Linked DNA regions of Anas platyrhynchos: region 2 is linked to region 1. The links are chromatin contacts, called in public Hi-C maps. All regions are on one chromosome and are shown on one strand. Each heading gives the region's core, a stretch centred on a gene start, on an enhancer-like site or on the middle of the called end of the contact. The rest is flanking DNA. Distances are from core to core; before and after follow the strand shown. Region 1 overlaps LOC110352526 (a long non-coding RNA gene). Region 2 holds the start of ALCAM (activated leukocyte cell adhesion molecule).

Evidence for each region. A called contact is a pair of places that touch in the nucleus more often than the background predicts.
Region 2: a contact with region 1 is called in a Hi-C map of subcutaneous adipose tissue, with 2.7 times the contacts expected there. The contact joins the promoter of ALCAM here to the enhancer-like site in region 1. A contact is called at or near these places in 3 of 8 Hi-C or Micro-C datasets (F1 follicle, skeletal muscle and subcutaneous adipose tissue).

What each region holds. Positions count from the first base shown.
Region 1 is chr1:91,050,171-91,057,440 of IASCAAS_PekinDuck_T2T, forward strand. All of the region lies in intron 2 of LOC110352526 (a long non-coding RNA gene), which reads left to right. Among named protein-coding and RNA genes, the nearest start is that of ALCAM, 290 kb to the right of the region's middle. Within about 2 kb of position 5,376, at least 1 of the 8 cell types and tissues checked has an H3K27ac peak or open chromatin away from gene starts, as enhancers often do.
Region 2 is chr1:91,337,134-91,343,622 of IASCAAS_PekinDuck_T2T, forward strand. It overlaps ALCAM (activated leukocyte cell adhesion molecule), which reads left to right and starts at 3,443. Exons shown (of 16, transcript XM_072024046.1): 1 at 3,443-4,174. The coding sequence starts at 4,093.

The DNA.
Region 1 (7,270 bases), core at 4,126-6,625:
GACTTGTTCTCTAATTATATCTGTTGCAGTGAATCAGTTAGTTTTGATTTCTGTCTGCAGAACTACATATTTATGGATTGGCATACAAAACCATAAGGCTTATTTGTACAACACTTATGTTTTCCCTCAATAATAGGAATAGCATTATTATTGACTTGATGATTTTTACTTTCAGATACTTTTATTTCTCTTATTGTTTAGTTGCCATTCATTGGCTTCCTGTTGGTCCCTGATGTGAAAAAAAACAGAAGAGAAAATGATAATTGGAGAACAATTTGATATCCAAAGCTGCCCATTTTTACTTCCTTTAATAACTCATGGGGATGATGAGTTGAATATTTCATATTACAGTGTGAATAGTAGATAGTAATTTTCCCTCTATTTCTCTGTATCAGAGTATTGTGATGTACTGGTTTTGGCTGAGATAGAGCTCATCTGCTCTATAGTAGCTACTATGGTCCTGTGTTTTAGATTTGTGACCAAAACACTGTTGATACCACATCGGTGTTTTAGTTGTTGCAGAGCAGTGCTTACACAGAGACAAGGTCTTTTCTGCTTCTCATGCTGCCTTATCACAAGAAGGCTGAGGGTGCATGAGATCCTGGGAGAGGACACAGAACAGCTGGCCCCATTGAGCAAAGGGATGTTCCATACCTCATGATGTCGTGCTCCCCAATAAAATTGGGGGAAGATATGGAGGAAGGGAGATATTTGGATTTAGAACATTTGTCTTCCCAAGAAACCATGATGCATGTTGAGCCCTGCCTTCTTAGAAGTGGCTGAACACCTGCCTGCCAATGGGAAGTAGTGAATGCCTTGTTTTGCTTTGCCTGTGTGCACAGCTTTTGCTTTATCTGTTTTTATCTCAACCCATGAATTTTCTCACTTTTTACTTGTCTGATTCTCCCATTCAATTGGCAGGGAGTGTGCAAGTGAATGCGTGGTGCTTTTCTGCCTGCTGGTGTTGACCCACAACACGTGGGCTGAGACACCGTATTATAGTAAGGGATATTATAGGTGCCATCATTCTGGTATTAGCACTTGGAAAAAAGGGGGAGATCTGTATGCAGTAATTGACCCACAGATGGTGATGATAACCTCATGCCTTTCAACCATGAGGAAGGCAGGCCTGATTGATGCACAGGTGTATTGGGAGGGTGTTAGTGGTGGAAGTGGCAGGGAATGTGTCAGAGCCATTGTTCAAGGAACAGGTCACTGACAAAGCAAATGCCTCTTATGTAGTAAGTGTCTTATTCAAGAAGAAGAACTGAAGCTGGGCTATGTAAAAGGGGAAAAAAAAAAAAAGTTTAGATCACTGAAAGACTGAAGAGTTATCTCACAAAGAGGCTAAAAAGCTTGGTGTGCTTAGCCTAGCAGAACAGAATCTGAGAAGGATCTGGTTGCTCTTCATAATCACGAAGGAAAGTGCAAGCTGTAAAAGTGAAAAGACTATGTTGATAAAAGATGAAGTGGCATAATTTGGCCATGAATCACAGTTTAGACTGAAAATCAGGTTTCCATCCAGCACAGGACTGAGAGTGCTGGAAGACAAGGGCTGAATGTGCATGTGGGAAATTTCAGTAGATGTCATGAATGAGATTACATGACATGGCTGAATGCAGTGGAGGGGAGACTGGCCTTAGGAACTTGCATCATGTTTTCTAGTCCTGGGTCCTCTAGTTCTGTTTAAGATAAACTCCCTAACTGTAAATGCCCTCAAAAAAATCATTGCATTCATTTTAGCTTTGGTTAAACTTTCCTCTGTCTCTTAATGTTATGAAGAGTATAAACAAGAAACTGTTTTAGGCAGGATCCTCTCTCCCCAAAACCATCAACAACTAATAATAATGAAACAGAATGTTGCACAGATCTGTTTAAATCAGTGTGTCTCTATACACTTATACCCCTCTGGTTTGTGTATGTTTATAAAATTATATCCATACTTAAATTATGAAGCATATAGGTGGTCCATGTTAAGTTGCTGTGGCTTTTATAATATTTGATGTGTCTTATTTTCTACTAAAATATCCATGTTTCCCACTTTAATTGCTTTCTTTCCCTTGTTCACTTGTGACTATAATCCTAATAAAATAATATTTTCATTTTCTCTGTTAAATAATTCTTTCTCTGCCTCTTGAATTATGTCTGCAAAACGCAGAGGCAAGTCTCTGATTCACTTTTAGAATTCAATATAAGGCTGTAAAGGTTTGCAGTAATGCAAACCCAGCACCAAAAAAAAAAAAAAAAAAGCTATTAGGTAGTCCATTGCCTTAGGTGCCCGAAAAACAAACTGAAGCTATTTTTTTAGGTCTTTGTTGGCCTTGTTTCTTTCATGCATAAAGAGCTTACCACATTCATTCATGCTTTTGTCACCTTCAGACTTGTTATTGCAACCTTGTGGTTACATAAGACAACCACTGTAAAATTTCATCTGAGGTTGAATGCATGTAAATATTTCAGATATGGAGCATATTAAACAGATATTTCAGGAGTTGCTCTGGCTTAGGAACTCTTTGCTTGCATTTACTCATTTGTTCCTTTTCATGGATATTTCTGCATGGTAGCTTTCTTTCTTAAAAATGACTGAAGGGATATGTTTGATATACCTCTAGTTTTCTTTGTGGGAAAAAAATGGAAATCTTCAAACCTTTCTTCTCTGTACTCTGAAAATTCCAAAGCCATTTTTTAGAAGCATCCCATGTTCTTCTCTCATTCTCTGCTGCCTCTTTCCTCATCCATCAAGGCACATAAAAGCCTTTAGAAGACTGTCAGCAATCTTAAAGCTTAAACCACACTCCCAAAGCATTCTGCAAACTAGCAGTAAGCTGTTGGACTTGCCAGATCACAGTAAACAGAGGTTGCTGAAGGAGTTGAAATAGGGAGGTTATGTCAGAATTAAACTAGCCTGTTGAGCAAGTGACAGCCCTACCAACAGAAGTCGCTGTTGCTTTTCTATAACCCAGTTACATAAACCCTTGTATTTCGGTGTGTGCTGTCGTGTAAGGCTGATGTGAAGTCACTGGACCATGATTCCTGTCAGGTCAAGGCACTTAAATTCTCTCAGTCTTGATTTTTTCCCATCTATAAACTACAGCTAATAACACACCCCAGAGTTTTCGAGTATCCATCAGGATAGCTGCAGGTGGTGTTTGCGTTAGCATAACACTGACTTCATTGTGCAGGAGGGGAACCTAAGACACACGAAGGTTAAATAACTCACAGGGGACAAAGGGGGGAGGAGGAGGTGGCTCAGGAGCTGACTTGAGAAGCATAAGTTTTGGAGGGCTAGAGGATGAGAGGGGAATGGAAGATCACACCAGCAATTCTCTGAAGATCCCCAAGTGGTACAAGGCGATGATGATGGTCTCTTGCCACTCTTCTGGTTTCCAGGTGCTAGCGATGATTTCTGTGTAATGAAACATATTCTATAGATAATAAACAACATTGTAAGAATGCAACTGAATCTAAATGTTTTTGAAGACTGCTGGTTACGGATGTTGAGAAAATGTTATCTTTTCAGGCAGAAATCCACATTCCAGTATCTTTAGTTATGCAGCAGATATGGGTTCCAGTTCTTAGCTCTTTGTGGTGTCTAATCTTCACTTTCATGTTTCCTGAACTCCTGACTCCTACTTTCTGGAATAGGAGATTGTTTGTTCTGCAGACCTAGGCTGTCCTGCAAAATCTGATTTTTGTTTGTTTGTTTGTTTTTATGGAAGCAAAACTTCTCTTCTTGCATCATTTGTACTCACACTACTGATATAGTGTCATCTTGTACAATTCAATTTGTGGAGTAGAACATAACAGCATTGCTAAAAATTACAAGAAAATAATATGTGGAAGAGTGTGCACACACACACAAAAAAAAAGTGCCTTGAAAAATGAGGAAGAGGAAACAGGAAGAATTGAATCCTTATTAGACATTCACTTGGAGGAAAAAAAAAAAAAAAAAAAAGCCCACATAGGAGCTACAACTTCAAGAGAAACTTAAGGTGGTTCTTTTACTTTCCCAAAAGACGAAGCCAATTAGCTACGACCCATAAATTTACAGGAAATGAGGCTCATTAATCTTGGTGTGTAGGAAACTACTTGTTTTTCAGGGATTAGGACAACAAGGACTAAGTGCTGGAAGAATTTAGGCTACTGCTTCTCTTGGCTGTGTTTAGAGCCTGCTTAAGGCAAATGAACCTGGGAATCACAATCCCAGCAGTTGCACGGTGAGACCAGAAGCTCAGCCTTCATGGAAAATATAGTCCTTACATATCCCACAGTCAGTTTTCTGAGACAGCTATCAGCTCTTTCACTGAAATCTTCATCCTCTCCTAAGAGAAGGAAAGGCCACTACATAAGGACATGAGAATTTTGTTTGGACAGCACTTAAATCATGTACTTAATGCCCAAATTAAATTATTTTGGTGATCAGTTTCCAGTACACCTTTTGTCTGACAATTGGTTAAACGTTCACTTTGAGATGTCTCTAGCAGCTTAAAACTTAAGTATTGGTATATTCAGCTTGCATAACGCAAAATGTAGCAGAAACACTAATTTCCTAACAATCAAAAAATTTGTAAAGCTATGTTGGGCAGTATTTCTCATCTGCAGAATGTGGTGCTTTAAAGGAATATTACATTTAGATTATGTGTGTATTTTGATGGGAAAGTCTGGAAAATATTCCCGTGTCCCTAATAATACCCAGTTACAGTGCACTCTAATTACTCTGATGCAGTCTTACCTTACAGTGTCTTCTTAATTGTTTTAAAATTGGTCTGCGTGATTTTGAAATGCTTACCAGTGAAGAGGGTTAGCACCCACCCTAGACCCTATTCCACTAAACTGCTTAAGTATGTGATGAAGTGCTTTTCTACATTGGGCTTTTTAATGATCAAAACACAAGTCTGCTTCCAGAGGCGAGTAAAATATAATGCTGTGGCAGTTGATGAGGCTTGTATCTACAGCTCTAAGATGAATATGATATTGTTTAATTCATACTTAAGTCTGAAAGCATTTGGAACGATCGGTACATTAATGAAATGATAATTTCATGCAAAATGTCTGACCATTATTTTTCCTGAAAGAGGCCACAGTATTGGCCACATATCTTTATAGGGCTCTTCAAGAATGAATTATTGGCAACTCTCTTTATGTTTGAATTACATTCCTCTGATCCCCAGTAAAAAACAAGCCTAAAAATGATTACAATAAGCCATCATTTTCCATAGCAGGCTGCAGTGTAACTTGTAGTGAAACGTCTAACGTGCAGATCCCCTTTCCAATGCACTTTACATACTGATTTCATTAGCAGGTGGAATAGGGCAACTATGCTAAATGAGTAAGGATTTATCCTTTCAGTCTCACTTCTCTATCTGATATTTTGCAACCTCAGTGCAACACTTTAACCTCATGATTCAACTGTAATGATGTTGTGCATTCCTCAGAGATATGTTTAATCTTTTTACTTAGATAAGTTCTTGGCTTAACATTGCAGTATCAGGCAAGTTGAACAGAAGGAGAATGTATTTAACCTAAATGGCATATCAAAAGGAGTGTCTCTTTGCCCTGATATTAACCAAAATGGTTAGTACTATTAATCGCTTGTCTGAGAACTCTGCTGGCTAGCACAGATTTGAAATGTGCCCATGCAGAGCAATGCAAGCCTAATTCTGCTGCCTAATGAAGTCAGTGATATCATTTCAGCAAGAGAGGGCTTAGGCCCATCAAGTACACTCACCTTTTTCTTCTGGAAACTTAGGGACTTTAACTACACCCTGTATCAGTATTGCAGAAGGTAATGAAGCAATGTGGAGCAGACAGAGTCTAACACACCCAGACTTTAACTGCTTCTTTGGTCTTTATCAGTATGTGAACAAGTGGCATGATTTTTAGAAGCATCAAACACTTTCAGTTCCCTGTACAAGGCAACTTTGTATCACTGCTATTTTCTTGCTGTGAGATGGCTCTAAGGAGTATATGAATTAGACTAAAGGTCCTGATAGCCCAGCTGGATTCTGTCCCTAAAAACGGCCAGGAATCGAGTAGTGTATGAACAAAGCACTCACAGAATGATGCCTCCTGCAGAACAGCCTCGTGCTTGTTACCTATTATGATCCTACCCAGCCTCCACTTACACATCCAGGGAATGGGTATCAGTGAAGGTGGAACTGGAGTTATCCAGACTTCAGATTCTTTTACTTCTCATTTGGAGTGCTTCTACACACCAGGACATTATTTTTTCATTTCATAAGCTTGATATTTCAGGGTCTGCACCTAAGTGCCCCATTAGAGCATGCATTGAGACCAAAAGGCTGAACGAACAATTCAAATGCATCTTCTGGTAATCAGAATTGAGAGAATGCTGGAAAATTACCCCTCCTCCCCCTGTGAACTGCTTTGAAAAAAAAAATAAAAAATGGCTGTTATTATTGGCTGAGTCTTATTTTCCTTAAAAGCAGATTTTGGAAGGAGATGCTGCTGTGCTTTTTGTACAAGCTTAAGCTAAATGTAATGATAATGAAAAAAAAATCATTGGCATCAAAATGTTTTAGTAGTGAAAAGAATCAGGTTTAAAAGTAGGTATATTGTCAAGGGAGAGAAGTTACATGTTTAAGAATGTTTAATTGCAGATTAAACAGATAATATTAGTCATGCGGTGGAACAATAAAAGGCTGGGGGGTGCTGCTTCCTGGGGTGGAAAAAGTACAAGTTTAATAAAATATTAAGTATCATCAGGATTCTGTTATGATTGGAAGCCTTTGTTCCTTCTGAAGCCAGTTATGGTTTACTACTCCATAGGTTACCTGGATAAAGTGTTAGTCCCTTTTATTTAAAATAAATGTGGAAAAAAAAAAACTAGGTGAAAAGCAAGAGAAGTAAATAGGGCAAATGCCTGAATCTGTAGGCATATTTTGCTTGCCTATGATTTCCATCAAGGGGATGTTCTTTGAGAAACTTTTTTGAAAAAATAATTACAGAAAGACAGAACATTGGGCAGAACTGTTGTAGTGAATGAGACTGCACAGAAACCAGCTCAGTCACTGGATTGTCTTTGGTCTTCTAGTTCCATCTGCCATTCTTCTCCTCTTGCTTCCTCTGTTCTCATACCTATAGTATTGACCTTGCAGAAAAGTGCATGTAAAATATTGTCTGTAGGAATACTATGTGTTTGTGAAGAAGTTTGTGGAGGTTGGAGTGAGTTTAGAGAGATTCAAAAATAAATAAATAAATGGAAATCCTGCATTTTGCTTGGGAAAGCTCTGTGGTAGTAGTTTTCTGG
Region 2 (6,489 bases), core at 2,193-4,692, 290 kb after region 1:
TGATTCTTCAAATATCTTCCTCCCACCTCTCACTCATGTTTTCTGAAAACTGTCTCAGCTGAAGGCATTCTGGATATTTTGTATATAATGTAAGTGTAATATCATTTTAATGAATGTTTGTACAGTACTGGTCCTTTAGTTAAATTATGTAAAAACAGGTGCATTGGACATGGATAATAGGAAAATAAATTTGTTTCCGAAGCCTAATTGCTATGCTGATGACTATAATAACAATACTGTCAGCCATTTGCTGATTGTTTTGAGTGGGATCATTTCTGCAGTGAAGAAATATTGGAAACACAGATTCCAACTATTATTCCACTGCAATTTGTTAGGTTTGTTTGTTTATTTATTTATTCAGTCCAAATATCTGTGTCTCATTTACTTTGATCCAAGTCAGCTAAATCTGCAGATTCTTGCTCAAACCCTGGTCAGTAAACTTTTTCCTGTGCTAAGATTGGCCACAGTTGATCATTAGCACCAGTCTGGTTTTAGTCCATCTTCTACTTGCATCCTGCACTTGGTTTGAAACACCTTACAACCCAAAGACACTCTCTACCACACACAGTTCATGTAGTTTGGACAGACTTTGCTATCAGTTATCCTAATGTGCTGATACTGAGCAATGCAGAACTCCTGACAAACAAGACTGTTCTACCAGGGCTCATCCCTTAATCAAGCAAAGTCATCAGAAAGCCTGCACTCAACTTCAACATGCTTTGGCTGAGATTTGCAGAGCCTGGTGTGTAAAGGTACTTGGGTGCCTAAGGGAGCAAGAAGCACCTTGTGGATTTCCCAGCTGTCATAAAAAATGTGACCCAAATCCCAGATAATTCACTGACAGCAGCTGCCTTTAGCAGCGTCATAACTGGCAACATAGGTTACATTCGTGTTTAATCCTTGGTTTAAAAAAAATGTTGCAATGAGTACCAACACAAATGACAAGACCCATATGCATATATGTATCTCCTGAAGTAATACCTCTAATTTAACAGCATCCAGTTAAACTAACTGAACTAAACTTACAGAAACACAAGACTGGACATTGCATTTGGTGGTTGCTTAAGGCTCAGGGACAATTTCAACAATATAAGACTTCCATTTTGCAGAACACACCGCTGAACGCTGAGCCAAAATAGCACGTACTGCTTCATTGTCATGATGTTAACAACCACCCAAGACTAAAGTTTACTCACTCAGTATTAACAATGGATTAAATTACCAGGTGTCTCAAGTATTGCTCTAGTTGACAATATTCTGTACTATTAGTGCTAGGAATTTGCTCCCAAAGGAACATACATTACACATACGTTGGAAATGGAAAATGGTATATCAGCTCAGCAAAAACTCATTGCTATGATGCATGATCTATTATTAATGGATTACATTTTTAATCCACTCTGTCACATAAATACAGAATCTATGGTTTGATAGGATTAAGCATATATCAAAGAGCTTTCTTTTTTTTTTATTATTAGTGCTTTTGAAACAGTGTTATTTTCTACAGAAGAAAGAAAAAAAAAAAAAAAATATATATATATATATATATACTAGTAACTGTTTTAACTCCTTCAAAAATATGTTTACTTTGGACAGTAAAGCCAGGAAGTTGCTGTTTTCCCAAGAGATCAGTGACTCACTCATACTCCCATTAACTTCAGTGGGAACAGGAGCATGCCCTAAGAAAATAAATTGTAAAAAAAAAAACAAACCTATATTCTGTCAGCCCAACAGACATTAAAGGAATTAATTACAAATCTTAGTATTGAGGACAGTTTAAATGACATAGCACATAAAGATATCTTTAATAATTATCTTGAACATTTCTAATCACATTTAAATTCCTGTAAAGTTATCAAAACATTTGAGTAATCTGAGCTTGAGATGTTTTCTATTTACTCAGAATTCAAAGAGCTCCTTTCAAGTGAAAGGTAGAAACAGCTTTGAAGAGAAATGACAAAGTAGTGAGGGAAACCCGAAACAAATCATGCTTCTGATTTCAAGTGTTACACCCATAATGTTATCTTCCGCATTTCTCATATTTCTTACAGACTTTTAACAACACATTCAGAATTGACATGAGAGCAGAAGAGTCATCAAAGATATTTATTTTTTTTTGAACATTATCGTGAGCATAAATTGCAAAATGACACTGTAAGTTCTGGCTGTTTGAAAGACACGGTTCTGTAGCTCACCTTGTAGTCTCTGCACCGTGCCATTGGAAATTATTTGCCACATTCACACAGATTTCCTCATCCTTTCTCCCACTGATAGAAAACATACACTATTTGTTATTTTGATGCAAATGAGGGAACAGTTAATCATCTGCTTTAAAAACAAGGTGCTTGGGCATTATTTACTTCTCTAATCCTGCAAAGCAATCCATGTATTTGTTTGATCCTGACAAATTGAACTCACTATTGTCATGCTCAAAACAAAACATACACTAAGTGCACCATTATTCTGGCCTACAAGCCCTCTCCTCTTTCACTGCTTGCATTCGGATCATTTTTAGAGTTTGACTTTTCAATCTTTTCTCCCATTCACAATCCAACTGGCTTTAACAGGCTTGTCCATATCAATAAAGAAGGCAGGGTTAGGCCCTTAACGTGTAATGGAGCCCGAGCTGTTGCTAAACCAGCACATACTAGAAGTTAGAAAACAAGAGAAAAACAACTTTGAACTAGATTAGGTGATCACCTCAAGGTAATTCTGTACAATGCCTCTCAAGATTTTGAGGGGTCTCCAGGCTCTACAGCAATAAAATTACTGAATATCCCTACTAATCGGTACTCAGCACTGCTTTTAAACGTACACGAAAAAAAGGAAGAAAACAAACAAACAAACAAAACCAGCCCTGAATTGGAAATCGAAAGCAGCTTTAAAAGGAAGACAAAAAAGGTTCTTGATCTTAAAAGTAGTATTTTTTGTAATCGGCTTAGTAAAATGCTCATTGAGAGAAATCTCCTCAGAAAACAAAGGATGGCAGAGCTTGATGAGCAGCAAATATAGAAAGTAAAATACTTTTTAAACTGATTGTGTGGCATGACTTAGAAACAAGAAAGGTAGTACTGGTAATGTGGAAGGACAGAAGGACGATGTGAACTGAAGGCAGTGCTTTAGACCTCAAGTGAAAGATCCTTACCCCATTTTACTGGAAACAAGTGCAGTACATGAGGAATAAAAAACGCACAGGCTGTGCTCATTTAAACCTTCCCTGTGCCCTGGTGAGCGCTCTTAGTTTTTAGTCATCGTGAAAATCGCTTTGGGAAGAGCAAACGCATTTGCAGAATAAACTGCCCGCCTTTGATTTCCAGGACTCTGGGGGGAAGTTCCTGTCTAAAAGTTCGCAGCGTCACATGGCGAAGCGAGTCAGGGCTCTCGTCACTTTGGGTTTCACTAGCAGAAAGTCCCCGGGGGCCGGCCGCATGCCGTGCATTAATCACCCCGGTAGGTGCCGGGCAGGCTGTGGGCTCGCTTCAGACGCCGGCTGGGGCTGCTGCAGGCTGCTCGCACGGCGCTGGGCGAGCCGAGGAGAGGCAGCGGGTGCCTGCAGGGCGCTTATTTCCCCCTTCCTCCCTTCCCCTCTCCCAGCTCTCCGCCGCACCGCCGCTCAGCTGTGGCAGCCGAGCCAGAAGGCAGCGCAGCGCAGCCCAGCACAGCCCCCAGCTCCTCGCTTTCCGCAGAAGCAGCGGACAAACCCCAGCAGCGCGCAGGAGAGCTCCCTCCTTTCCCCGCGTACCACATCTCGGCAGCACCTCCCCGCCCGGCTTCGGGGGGTCTGGCAGCCGAGCCCACCCCTCTCCTCCCCGGGGGGGCCGGCTCGGGGAGGCGCCGAGGCCGGGCTCCTCCTCCCGGCCTCCGCTCTCAGTCCTGGAGCGCCGCTCGGCTGCCGCCACCTGCCCCGCCGCCGAGCCGCTCGCTGCTCCGAGCCCTCCTCGGCTCCCGGGACTCCACCGAGCCTCCCTCCTTCCCTCCCAGCCTCGCCGCGGCTCAAGCTGCCTCCGTGCTGGGCGGCGGGAGGGAAGAAGGCCGCCTCCTCTTCTTCCTCCTCCTCCTCCTCACCCTCCGGTCCCGCGGCGGGCAGGCGGGATGATGGAGCCCCGCGCCTCCCGCAGCCTCCGCCCGCTGCTCAGCCTCCTCCTGCTGCTCGGAGCCCTCTGCCTGCCGCCAGGTGAGACGCCACCTCGGGCGGCCGCTAGCTCGGGGGGCAGCCCGGCTCCTCTGCCCGCTCCCCGACCCCCTTCTCCGCCCCAAAACCCTCCGAGGGGTGGGAGCCTCCCGGAGGCTCGCCCGAGGGGGGGACCTCGACCTTCCCCTGCGGGGGTCGCTCGGGGAGCGTTTTGGCGGCCGGGGCGCCCGTCGGCTGCGTTTATTTTATTCTTTGATTTCTGAAATGCCGAGAGTGTGAAAGTCTGAGGGAGAGGGAGAAGCCGCGAAGTGAGGAGTTCTGCATTCGCCGTGGAGAGCCGGCTGGGTTATTCCTGTAGAAAGAGCGGCAGCCCGTGGTAGCGCTCTGCATTGCTCTGGGGGTGCCTCTGCCTGGATGTGCCGGCTGTTGCGAGGGCTCGGGCTTTGCACAGGGCTTGGAGTTGGCTTTTTTTTTTTTTTTCCTTTTTTTTTTCCTCGCTCCCGGCCCCTGCCGTGGTACTACGTGCTCTCCGGCTGGCCGTGTGCAGGCAGCGTGTCCTCAGCGCACCGCAGAGCAGCCCGTTAGGAGCCCTTTTCCTCCACCGCTGTAATTGCGTTTGTTTAGTGCGAGCTTTGGGTAAGTAGGAAACCAGCTACGCCAGCGTAGCGAGGCTGCCAAAGCTTTAATTTCTATTAGAGTAGTTTTAAATAAAAGCTCCAAACAGACCCAGCAGCAGTAGGAGAGGCGTAAGCGATACGTCGAGCTGTTGTGCTGGGTTTTTGCCTTGGCGTTGCAGCGTATAATCGCCGTGAGACTTACATGTGTAAGTCTCAGTGGCAGAGTACGGTGAATGCCGATTTCTGTGATGTAGAGAAACTCTTCAGGAAGGATTGTGCGTTTCATGACATTTTAAAGGCATGCGGAGCATCCTGAGAGATAAGCACCACAGCTGAGCAGCAAGACGTGTCCCCTGTAGAGAGTTTTGTCCCACTTTCCTCTAACGTAAATAAGAAATGATCTTGCCGACTAGGTGGCTGTCTACGTTTCCCTGCTGAAGGAAACCTGAATCATAAAAATACTTCACCTCAAGGGCTGCATTGATGGAGGGCTATAAAAAATGGAACTTGACCAGCTATTATTACATAAATAGGTTAGAGATAAACCATTTCCCTAGGCAAACCTAGCTCTCTCTGCCCTTCGTTTCTTCCTTGCCCTCTCAATGAGAAGCTCGGGCTAACCGATCACAACGCAGGCAGATACACAGGGGCAGAAAACAGCCCCACCCCAGCTTAGAAACTTTCCCAGCCATACTGCAAGTGCAGGGAAAACTGATTTGAGCCTCTAGTTCTTGATTTATCGTGTAGAGGACAATAGATGCTTAAACACTATCTTTCAAAAGACTTTGGTATTGCTCTGTATTTCACATCTCTCTCCTTACTATCTCAGCTGTTTCACTCTGATTTGCTGTCATTCACCACAAATTCTGGATATATTACTCTATCACTACGTTTGGCTTTTTGGCAGTTCCGTTTCAGGTTTGCATATGGAAAGCAATAGGTAAGATATTAAAAGCATATTAAAAGTTGATGTGCATCAAGTATAGGTTTCTCCAGCAATACTTAGGCTGGTTGGGAAGTCCTATGAGAAACATTGAGGTTTTCATCTCAGAATATACTGCCTAGGTAGATCTCCATTTAAAAAAAGAGAGGTGGTCCAAGTCCTGGTTTGGTGCCAGGAGTCCAACTGTAGGTCAGACTAAATAAGAATACCAATTAAAATCTCTGGCTCTTCTGGAGAAGATGACTGTATGTGGAAAAAGTCAACTCTTAATCAAGAGCTAACCACAATCTCTGTGATGCTTCCTCCTCCCTCCTGCTTTCTAGTGGATGATAATTATAAGGATGAGTCTCTCGTTTCGTGTCCTGTTACTAAAGATTGGTTGCATACTACTGTATTGTGTAATGGTAGTAAGACTGCAGTATGTAGTCTTCTCATTTGCAGGATGCTTACTGTGTTCTCACTCCTGCCTCTTTTTTTTTTTTTCCCCCCTTTCTCCTGGTATATCTGGCATGATGTTGATCTAAGGAAACCGGTTTTTCTGTACTAAGATCTGGAGTTCACATGACTTTACCGACACTGGGGTCAGGAAACCTCCATACCGTGTTTGGTACATATTTATTTTGATACGCTGTTTCTGTAGTCCAGTACACAAACAGACATGTTTTTAAGTGAGCTAGGAATTGTTAAATCATATGTTTTGGGAAGTGTTTGACTTGTTTATAAAACCTTTTGTTTCTTCTTTTGGTAAGAATATACTAGAAAAGTCTTGCAACATATGTTCTTTTCTTCTTGTGCTG